2 separate regions of the Hordeum vulgare genome follow, and region 2 is linked to region 1. Evidence: chromatin contacts called from public Hi-C data. All regions are on one chromosome and are shown on one strand. The core of a region is the stretch at or near the end of the contact, and the rest is flanking DNA. Distances in the headings are between cores, read along the strand shown. Region 1 holds the start of LOC123426259 (transcription factor PCF6-like). Region 2 has its middle 32 kb from the start of LOC123430075.

What was found. Hi-C and Micro-C count contacts between places; a contact is called where the count stands out from the background.
Region 2: a contact with region 1 is called in a Hi-C map of leaf, with 3 times the contacts expected there. The contact joins the enhancer-like site here to the promoter of LOC123426259 in region 1. A contact is called at or near these places in 3 of 6 Hi-C or Micro-C datasets (leaf and seedling) and 1 of 1 datasets of contacts at active chromatin or transcription factors (embryo).

The regions. Positions count from the first base shown.
Region 1 is chr2H:352,573,775-352,578,886 of MorexV3_pseudomolecules_assembly, reverse strand. It overlaps LOC123426259 (transcription factor PCF6-like), which reads left to right and starts at 1,810. Exons shown (of 2, transcript XM_045110058.1): 1 at 1,810-3,415. The coding sequence starts at 2,142. The coding sequence ends at 3,380.
Region 2 is chr2H:353,167,186-353,172,985 of MorexV3_pseudomolecules_assembly, reverse strand. No RefSeq gene overlaps it. Among protein-coding and RNA genes, the nearest start is that of LOC123430075, 32 kb to the left of the region's middle. Within about 2 kb of position 2,560, at least 2 of the 3 cell types and tissues checked have open chromatin away from gene starts, as enhancers often do. A contact at or near this core is called in leaf, where this site is marked.

The DNA of each region.
Region 1 (5,112 bases), core at 561-3,060:
ATTGACTTGAAAAATCGTTGGCACGGTCAAAATTGTAAACCAAATCCAAATTTGGATAACTCAATTGTAAGAAAGGGATTCGTAATTAGGGAACATAGTGTATTTAAACAATTGAATGAGATAACTTGATAAATTGTTGACTCGGTCAAAATCGAGTGACCCAATTGTAAATTAAATACCTTAAATAATTGAGAGGCCTTAAAAATTAGAAAGCATAGTGTATAATATAAAATAATTAAACGAGAGAGCTTTGAAAAATTATTGACCTCGTCAAAATTGGGTCACCGAATTTCAATTAAAGATCTCAATTGAACGTGAGTTGTTTAAAACTATGGAGCTTAATGTTATAGAGGATTTTCCAGCATCTTGCAACTATGACCATACATATTTATGTACTCGGATTCTTTGACAAACAAGGCTAATAGTGAAAGGACTCTCATATAATAATAATTAGGTAAACTCTTCCCTAGGTTTGTCCGATCTCAACAAGTTCTTGGAAATATAATTCACTAACTATCATGGGTGTTTCGCACAATGCTAATTGTTTTCAGGAAATATAATTGTTCCCGCCCCTTCATCCATGTCCGATTACTTGTCGTGTAATTTAGGAGGAGAGCAAGAGCCAAGAGAAGCAAAACTAAGGCTTTGTTTGTGCATGTGTTATGAAGGTTTTCGATGTGTGAGGTTGATCCTCCCATGTTTCCGTAAGGCGCATGTGGCCTAACTATGATATGAATGATGAATTGGTTTGCTAGAGAACCCTTTTTGATGAGGGTTTGTCCCTTGTCGTGTCATGTTACCACACCGACCTGCTTTCAATTGGGGTCGAGTACCTCATCTTCATCGATGCTTCGTCATCAAGTGGTTATTTTCCTCGTTGTAATGTTCGACGAAACCAACTACTCCAACAACTCATCTACCCCCATCGCACTATTTTGTGATCGATCCAATCTCGATGCTACGATGATTACTAAAATAACAATCTCAACAATGACTTCACCATGATGCTTGATTTGCCTCGTCAAAACAAATGAATCATGACCATGTAACCTACTACCTTTGTGTGGATTTATTAGTTCCCATCGTATTTTGATTCAAAGTTTCATCACATATTTTACTAGTAAAATGCTAGTGCATGTAAAGAAATTATATTGTTGCATTCGTATTTGAATGTACTCCTACTATGCAATGACATTATTTTTGCTCCATATAACTTATATTTCATGATTACTCCTTCCGTCCCTAAATATAAGTCTTTTTTTAAAGATTTTACTATAGGACTACATACGAAACAAAATGAATGAATCTATAATCTAAAATATGTAATCAGTTAGTAAAACTTAAAAAAATAAAATTTAAGAACGGATAGTAGTTATTAAAGTTGGTCATGGGCCTTTTGGAGAGAGATGGTGTGGAAGGCCTCGCGACAGAGACGTCATGGGCATTTCTTGGATACGGCTAACGTTTGTTTGTTCGAGTGACGGCGGCGCGGAGCGGAGAGAGACCTTGGACCGGTTGGAGGGCGTCGTCGCCGTGATGAAGGTCTGACAGCGAGCGAGCGAGCGAGCGAGCCAGTTGCCATCGGACATGGATTGACGGATGGATGGACATGGATCCGTCGCGAGGATGTACGTATGTGCCGTGCCGATTCGATTCGATGCGACGCGCCCCCGCTGCTGCTACGGCGGCGGCCGGGTAGGCAGCCGCAGCCGACTAGCCCGATGACGCAGCGGCGCGGCGCGAGAGTGACGGGCTACTCGCTACTGGTGTGGCCGATAGAATGATCCGCCTCGTTCCGCACACCTCACCTCCCTTCTCCCTCCCTCATAAAATCGGGAGACCTTTCCCTCCCTCCCTCCCTCCCTCCATCGTCTCGTCCTACTCACACTCCACCTCCCCTCTCTCCCTCCCTCGCCGCGCCGTGCTCCCTCCACTCCACTCCACTCCACTCCGCTCCGCTCCATCGCCCCAGGGCGCACACGGGATCGGGCGCAGATCTGCGCCCCACCTCCCCACGCGCTCGCTTCCCACTCCCCGCCTCCCCGCGCCAGGCGGCCTGGCTTAATTCCGTTACCAATGCGCTCTGGGTAGGGCATGAGAGGCACTGGCGGCGGCTTGCCGGCGGACCAATTCACATCGGGATGGACCTCAGCGTCGCCGCCGCCGTCGAGCTCGGCAAGCGGGGCCGCACCGAGGACCAGGACCAGGACCAGGGCCACGGGGACGCCAAGCGGCTGGCGCTCGTGCCGTGGCCGCCGCACCAGCAGCACCCCTCCTCGCGGATCTACCGCGTCTCGCGCGGCTCCGGCGGCAAGGACCGCCACAGCAAGGTCTACACGGCCAAGGGCATCCGCGACCGCCGCGTCCGCCTCTCCGTCGCCACCGCCATCCAGTTCTACGACCTGCAGGATCGCCTTGGCTACGACCAGCCCAGCAAGGCCGTCGAGTGGCTCATCAAGGCAGCCGCCGCCGCAATCGACAAGCTCCCAGAGCTCGAGGCCGCCGCCTTCCCCAACCACCCGGCCTCAGCCAACAAACAGTCTTCAGCTCTTCAACCGGAGGCCCACGGCTCGCAGCCTCAGCAGCAGCAGCTCACCAGATCGGCCTGCAGCAGCACGTCCGAGACCAGCAAGGGCTCCGTCCTCTCGCTCTCTCGCTCCGACAGCCGAGTCAAGGCCAGGGAGCGCGCGCGTGACCGGAGCGCCTCTGTGAAGGACAAGGAGGCCGGAGACGACTCGGCCACCCGCGCCCCCTCGGCGCAGGCCGCTTCCTTCACCGAGCTGCTCACTGGATTGGCGGCCGCTACCCCAGCCGCTGCTCAGCACAAGCACCACAACTCGTGGCACCAGATGACCGCGTCTGCCACCGCGGACTACCTCGGCTTCGCCCAGCCCCGGAAATCCGGGCACGGGATGCTGCACACCTTCGCCTCCCCGGCCCCGCACCTTGGCAACATTGCGCCCGTCGCCATGGCCCCGGGGCAGCACTTCAGCTTATCAGCTGGCGGCGAGCCGCAGACGGAGATGCCGCACTTCTCCTTCTCGCAAGACCACTACATGCCCGTCCATGCGGCGGCAACGTCGGCTCCGTCAGTAGACTACAATCTCAACTTCTCCATGTCCTCGGGTCTTGTGGGTGTCAACAACACCAGGGGGACCCTTCAGTCCAATTCGCAGCCGCACCTCTCCGGCCACCACCAGCAGCAGCAGCTCCAGAGGCTGTCTACTCCACTGGATGCTCCGCACATACCCTTCTTGTTCAGCCCAGCCGTCGCGGTGGCCTCCCCCACCACAGCGGAGAGCCACTTCGGCGCGGCGGCCGCATTGCAGCTCTGGGAGGGGTTCAGGCACTCCGACATGAAGGAGAAGGGCAAGAACTGATCAATGGCTGTGCAATGCAGCGCTTCTTTTGGATGGTAGGTGATGAACTCTCCAAATGCATACGTTTCCTTTGCTTTTTGGCTGCTTGTGTTTTTAGGCCTTTGTTTAAGGCTGGGATGCTTGCCCATTGGCTAATTTGATATGATTATCTTCCCCTTTTGGTTGGTCTCGAGGTGGCCTTGTGCCCCTAAATCCCATAAAACACTCGGCCTGTTCTTGTGCAATTGACGAGTGTCAAAGCTTTAGGGGGAGGGAGCATTAGGCTGAACTTTACTACAGGTGTCAATTCACTACTCACCGGAGAGGGATCTGTTTTGGTGTTCTGTTCCCCCCCAACCATTATGTCACAGGAGACAGGCCAATCGCACGGTTTCTGGTTACCCGGCATTGTATTTTTAATGCCTTAAATTGTAGTAAGCCCAGGCTACGTTGTTCTAGTATTGCATGAAGGGGGTCAGCTATATGATCAAATGCACTAACAGAAAATACAGGATGAATACAATATCTAAATAGGATTTGTCATGTAGTCTAAAAGTATTTCCTGAAGAGCTTTTAATCGTTTAGGTGTAAATAGAGGCGCAGTCCAAAATTTCTTTCTAGATTTTTTTTGTTCTTATTCAGCAGACATTGAAACGTCTTCAGCACAGCTGAGTATTCAGCCGTGACGAAAGTGAATTCATGTGCATATCGTGACAGATATTTTCCTTAGAACTGGCTTTATACATCTTAAAAGTCAAACTGCCATATTTCATTGAACTTCTTATTTATTAGGAGTGAGATGCTTTGAAACTTAACCTGAAGAGTACAACTATATTTCTTTCTATCGAGAACTTGAAATGTTTTTGTGCTCAGATACGGTTTGAGAGCACTACAGCATTTAGAGCATCTACGACCACAGTGCCCTAATTTGACCCTCTATATGTCTGTGGACATGTACGTCCGCAGACCCAATCACCCATCATTTGTCTGCGTCCGCAGTTGTCCCCGTCATATCCGAACCCACAAATCCATGCAACCCCATGCAACGTGATCAAAATTGCACGCACATAAATTGAACATAGCATAGTTCATAGATCGAGGGCCACAAGGATTGCGAGCTCCTCGTCCGATTCCGTCGCAGGGCGTCCCAAACTCCCACATCCACGGTGTCAGCAGCGAACGAGGAGCCGCTGCCGGATCCAGCCAAATTCGGGTGAGGGAAGGGGGAAGACGGGGAAGTGGAGCGGACGAGGAGACTGTGAGGAGAGTGGAAGCATCTAGTGGCTAGGGTTTGGTCCGGGTGGAGTTTTAGTGGGGTCGGGGTGGGCCTGATCCTACATGGCTGCTGCGTCCGGACCTCCCCATATTCCGCCCCACATATGGGCTGGATAAGGGTGCCGGATGTTTGGGCTGTGTTTGAGGGTTCCAGTTGAGTGGCTAAATTTGGTCCGGGCGGTGTCCTGGTTGTACGCCCGGGTGTTTAGGGGGTGTGGGGGGAGTGGGGGGTCCGGTTGTAGATGCTCTTAGTACATAAGTAAGGTACTCCCTGCGGTCCATATTAACTGACAGACACTTAATACAACTTTATTGGAGGGAGTAGTTTTTTTGGAGTTGTTTTTGCATAAGAGTTTCATTCAGTGTTCATAGCCTTCTGTTGGTTGAGTATTGCAATATTAGGGACGGGCCATCATGGCAGACAGTCTATGTGTTGTTAAGCCATTGTACTAGACTGCTAGTGGTGGATGGTTAAAGA
Region 2 (5,800 bases), core at 1,311-3,810, 590 kb before region 1:
AATCGAACACTACAACCAGGAAAAAAGCTACAAACGTTGACACAGACAGCATTAACCATATATGAAAAAAAGCTTCAACCGGCTACCACAAACAAAAAAGTTGTGGTAGCAGCCCGGGGTCATCTCCGTCATTGCCGTCACCCCCCGGTCGCCGTGGGGTTGGGACACGTGGACATCATCGTTGTCCCCGTTTTGCATCATCTCTCGTGGTCTCGTCGCTCACCGTCATCGGCCGCATCGGTCGTCGGTTAAGTTCCATCAAGCGAGATAGCGTAGCGCTGGTGGAGTCATCGTCGGAGCGCCGGAGAAGGTGCGACGCTCGCCGACAGCGCCTAAGGTCGCCAAGGGAAGGGAGGAGGGGAAGGAACAAGAAGATAAGGCAAAAAAGTGAGAGAAGGATGTGGAAACGCTAGATCTACTGCGATCAAATGCGAGCCAAGCTATCGGCCGAACGTTTCGGTCGGTGCGCTGATGTAAAACATTTTCCAATTTTAAATGTTTTGTGAGTTTTGATAAAGGTTCGTGAGTTGAGAACATGAATCAAATAATAATATTTTAAGAATAGGTTTTGCTAGATTCAGCTAGCTGAGCTTTATGTTTGATCTCATTCACCATTTAAACATTTATTTTTTGAGAACAATATCCAAACAATTCGATTAAAAAGCGGGGACCTCCTATACGCCGCACGTCGCGAGAGAGGGTCACCGCAACGCACTGGGGATAGATAACCTAGGGCAGGCCATTTGCGTTAGTGTGTAGTAAAAAATGAGTAAAAGTGAACGCGCCATGACGAATTTGACCCAGCGACCAAAGGAACTTGGGGTCGCGCCGCTCCCACTGGAACCAGATCAATGTTCTGTCCGACAATATCCTGCGATTTGTTATCGAAAATTGCAACCCAGTTTAAATAACTACAGGCCAGAAAAGTATTTTCTGCTTATTTACTTTCTTTTTTTATTTTTTGGTTTTTTTTCTTTTTTTCCTTTTTTCCTTTTCTCTGAAAATGAATAAATGTTAAATTTTCCATCATTTTTATAAAACATGAACATTTTTTAAAACGATTTTTTTGAAAGCACGAACAAAATTTTAAATTACGAACATTTTTTGAAATTTTGAGAACAAAATTTAAAATCGAGAACTATTTTGAAAAATCAAGAAAAATTTGGAAGCGCGGACAATTATTTTAAGCATGAATATTTTTTTAATCTTGAGAATAGAATTTTGAAACAGAGAACAATTTTGAAAAACCCTGAAAAAAATTGAAAGGGTGAACAAATTTTTAAAGCACGGATATTTTTTGAATCTTCAGACAAATTTTGAACCCAAGAACAATTTTCAAAAATCCTGAATAATTTGGAAGGGCGAACAATTTTCTAAAGCACAAACATTTTTCGAATCTTGAGAACAAAATTTTGAAACGAGGAATGGTTTTTAAAAACCCAAGACAAATTTGTAAGCGCAAATATTTTTTTCAAGCACGAATATTTTTTTGAATCTTGAGAACTAAATTTTGAAATGGTGAACAAATTTGAAAAACCCCAAACAAGTTGAAAGAGTGAACAAATTTTTAAAGCATGAACATTTCTGAAATCTTGAGAACAAATTTAGAAACCAAGAATAATTTTGAAAAGTCCTGAAAACATTTGGAAGCACGAACAATTTTTTAAAGCACAAACTTTTTTTGAATCTTGAGAACAACATTTTGAAACGGAGAATAATTTTGGAAAATCCTGAACAAATTTGGAAGCGCGAACAATTTTGTAAAGCAAGATTTTTTTTGAATCATGATAAGAAAATTTCGAAACAGAAAAGAACTTTGAAAAAACCCAAACAAATTTGAAAGCGCCAACAATTTTTTAAAGCACAAACTTTTTTTGAATCTTGAGAACTAAATTTTGAAATAGAGAACAGTTTTGAAAAACACCGAACCAATTTGAAGGAGTGAAAAAAAAATAAAGCACGAACATTTTTTGAATCTTGAGTACAAATTTTGTAACCGAGAATAATTTTGAAAATTCCGTAACAAATTTGGAAGCACGAACATTGTATGAAACTGAAGATTTGTTTTTGAAATAGAGAACAATTTTGAAAATCCCAAACAAATTTGGAACCGCAAACAATTTTCTAAAACACGAAATTTTCTTTATCCTAAGAATAAATTTTGAAACCGAAAACAAATTTGAATCTTAAGAAAAAAAATTAAAACGCAGAACAATTTTTAAAAAATATAGAACATTGTTTTAAAATAGAGAACATTTTTCTGAAAATACTGAACATTTATTGAGTATCCAAAACATCTTTCGAAAACTAGAACATTTTTCGAAACAGCAAGAGAAAAGAAGTAAAAAGAATAAAGAAAAAAGTAAAGAAAAAGAAAAAGAAAAAAACCTGTTCAGGGGACGTTCTAAAAGTTTCTCAAATCGACAGGATCCCAAAACCGGAACGCGACAACCCAATGGATCAGCCCATTTAAAAATCGCTCCCGTCCCCGCTCTGTGCGAAGCCCGACACCGCTTCACAGAGCGGCAAATAAGTTATTCCTAAGAAAGTGCGCCTCATATTGTGCCGATATTGGAGCAGCGATGTCTCAGGTCCGTGACGGCCTGTTTTGGGTTCTTCCGTTTATTATCACGATGGTAGCCTGTCCGGGCCAGTCACCTCCCGCCATGTTTTGATTTTTGGAAACGGCCTTACTTTATTTCTCCTTTATGTGTACACTTTCTGGACCATGCATTTTCTATTTTGGTCATCTTTTCAGCATTTTATTAGTTTTTGGGAAATTTTTGTGCAAGTGGTCCATGGTTTTAAAAAGAGATTCTGTAACTAGTTTTTTGTTGCAAACCATCCAAATGCTAGATACCGGAGATGCTCATGTTGTAAAAATAAATCATGCAACACAATCTATGTTAAAAATAATAATCTACTCCCTCCGTTCCTAAATATAAGTCTTTTAAGAGATTTCACTAGGTGATTACGTACGAAGCAAAATGAATGAATCTACACTCTAAAGTTTGTCTATATACATCCGTATGTAGTCCTCTAGTAGAATCCCTAGAAAGACTTATATTTAGGAATGGAGGGAGTATAACACAATGCATGTTGTAAAAACAAATCCGGCAACAGCATCCATGTTGAAAAAAATCCCTAACACGACCGATGTTGCAAAAAAATCCGCAACAAGACCCATGTTGCAAAAAAAGATCCGCTAACATGACCATATAGTAAAAAACCCGCAACATAATCTCTGTTGTAAATGTTTTCATAATAAGACATCCGTTGCATGATAGGATTGTTAGATCTGACTGCTCGTTAGGCGACGGATCTTTTTTGAAAGATCGGCCGACCGACGCGTAGGAGGCCCCTTTGTTTTTTCACTGTTTTTGTTCTTTTCCATTTTTTATTTCACTTTTCCCTTTCTTTTCCGTTTTTCTTTTTTGTGTTTTAGTCCTTTGTTCTTTTTACTAATCTTTTGTTTTCTCTTGTTTCTGTTATGTTCTGTTCTGACGACATCAAAACCAAGCATCCCGTGTAGATGTAAGTGTTTTTCCCGTGAGTTTTTTTAGTCAAAAAATGCGATTTTGCTGAAACTCAGCTAGCTGAGTTTTAACTATGGTCTCAATCACTTTTCTAGCTCTTCAATTGTCATGATAAGATTTGTGATGACTTTTGTTCGTTATCGTGCAAGCGATGGGTGTGAGCCTCGTCTCTACAAGGGGCAGCCTATGTACGTGAGTTGTACCCATAACATTTCTACGAGCCTAGAAACGAGCCACGAGTTACTTTTGCTTATTTGCATGAGCTGAGCTACGTGGGATTTCTTCTTCTTTTACCCTAGCCTTTTGCATGTTTTGTTATTTGTTTACTATTGCTTTCACGCATAAGCAGTTTTCTTTCTTTTTTGCACATGAGGGATGAGCTCTTTGTAATGACTTATTTTTACCTTTTTCTCGTGATTAATTATTGTGTTTTTTTTGCTTTCGGATTTTTTTTCTTAGTTTACTATGTATAGTAGAACAATGTTTCAATATTTTTACTCTTCTTAATTTTGTATATTCAGTATGTTTTAGCTTAATATTCATTTGTTATTTGAGATTCCAAATTGATTGCTTAGGGTTTAGTTTAAAAAATGTATTTATAATTTATTTATTTTAAATTCATACTGTCAACATAATAATGAAGTTGAGATTGAGAATAAGGAGTCACAAGTGTGGTCTCAAGGGGGAGTTGTGGGCCACTTGCAAGTCCATCGCTATACATGCAGCTGCAAGCGTTATAACTTCATTGAAATTGCATGTTTTCAAGAGAGGTCGGAAGTGCATATTTTAAGATGGGCCACAACTACATGTTCTTAATGCAGGGTCGCAACTTCATGTTTTCAAGACAGGGTTGCAACTGCATATTTTTTAAGAGGGACCGCAACTGCATGTGTTTCAAGATGGGTCGTGAAAGACGGGGTCGCAACTGCATGTTTCTCAAGAGGGGCTACAACTCCATGTTCTTTAAGAGGGACCACAACTCCGTGTTTTTAAGAGGAGGGCGCAACTACATGTTTCTCAAGGTGGGTCAAAACTATATGTTTTTAGGACGGGCCACAACTGCATGCTCTCAAGAGGGTTCGCAAATGAATGTTTTTAAGCTTGGGTCGCAACTGCATGTTTCAAGGGGGGGGACACAATTACATGTTTTCAAAGCAAATTCCGAATTACATGTTTTTAAGACGAGACACAACTCCATGTTTTGAAGAGGGGTCACAACTGAATGTTTTTAAGGCGAAGTTGTTGGGGGTCGCAACTCCATGTTTTAATAGGGGTCGCAATTGCATGTTTCTTAAGAGGGACTGCAACTACATGTTTTTCAAGAGGGTCTGCAGCCGTATGTTTTAAAGACGGGGCACAACTACATGTTTCTCAAGGTGGGTCGGAACTGCAAGTTTTTAAGACGGACCACAACTACATGTTTTCAAGAGGGATCGCAACTACATGTTTCAATGGTGGGTCGCAACTACATGTTTGGAAAGCGGTCCTAACTGCATGTTTTTAGGGCGGGTCACAACAACATGTTTTGAAGAGGGGTCGCGACTAAATGTTTTTAAGGGGGAGTTGCAACTTCATGTTTCAACAGGGGGTCGCAACTGCATGCATCAATTGGGGGGGGGGGGGGGGTCGCAACTGCATGTTTCTCAAGAGGGGGTGCAACTGCATGTTTTTCAAGAGGGTCCGCAGCTGCATGTTTTTAAGAGGGGGCGCAACTACATGTTTCTCAAGGTGGGTCGAAACTGCATGTTTTTAAGATTAGGCGCAACTGCATGTTTTCAAGAGGGGTCGCAAATGAATGTTTTTAAGCTTGGATAACAACTGCATGTTTCAAGGGGGGGGTCACAATTACATGTTTTCAAAGCGGAATCCTAACTGCATGTTTTTAAGGCGGGTCACAACTGCATGTTTTGAAGAGGGGTCACAACTAAATGCTTTTAAGGCGGACTCGCAACTTCATATTTGAACAGGGGTCACAAATGCATGTTTCAATAAGGGGTTGCAATTGCATGCTTTTAAGACGGGATCTCAGTTACATGTTGTTCAAGAGGGATTGCAACCGTAAGTTTTTAATGGGGTCACATTTGGATGTTTTCAAGGCATATCACAAGTGCACGTATGTCAAGGGGAGTCCCATATTTTGTTTTCCCTTTTTTCATACCCATTTTATTTTTCAAAAACTTGTGATTCTTCCCCAAATTCATGATTTTTAGAAATTCATGATTTTTTTAATATTTACAATTTGTAAAGGTCGTCGACATTTTTTT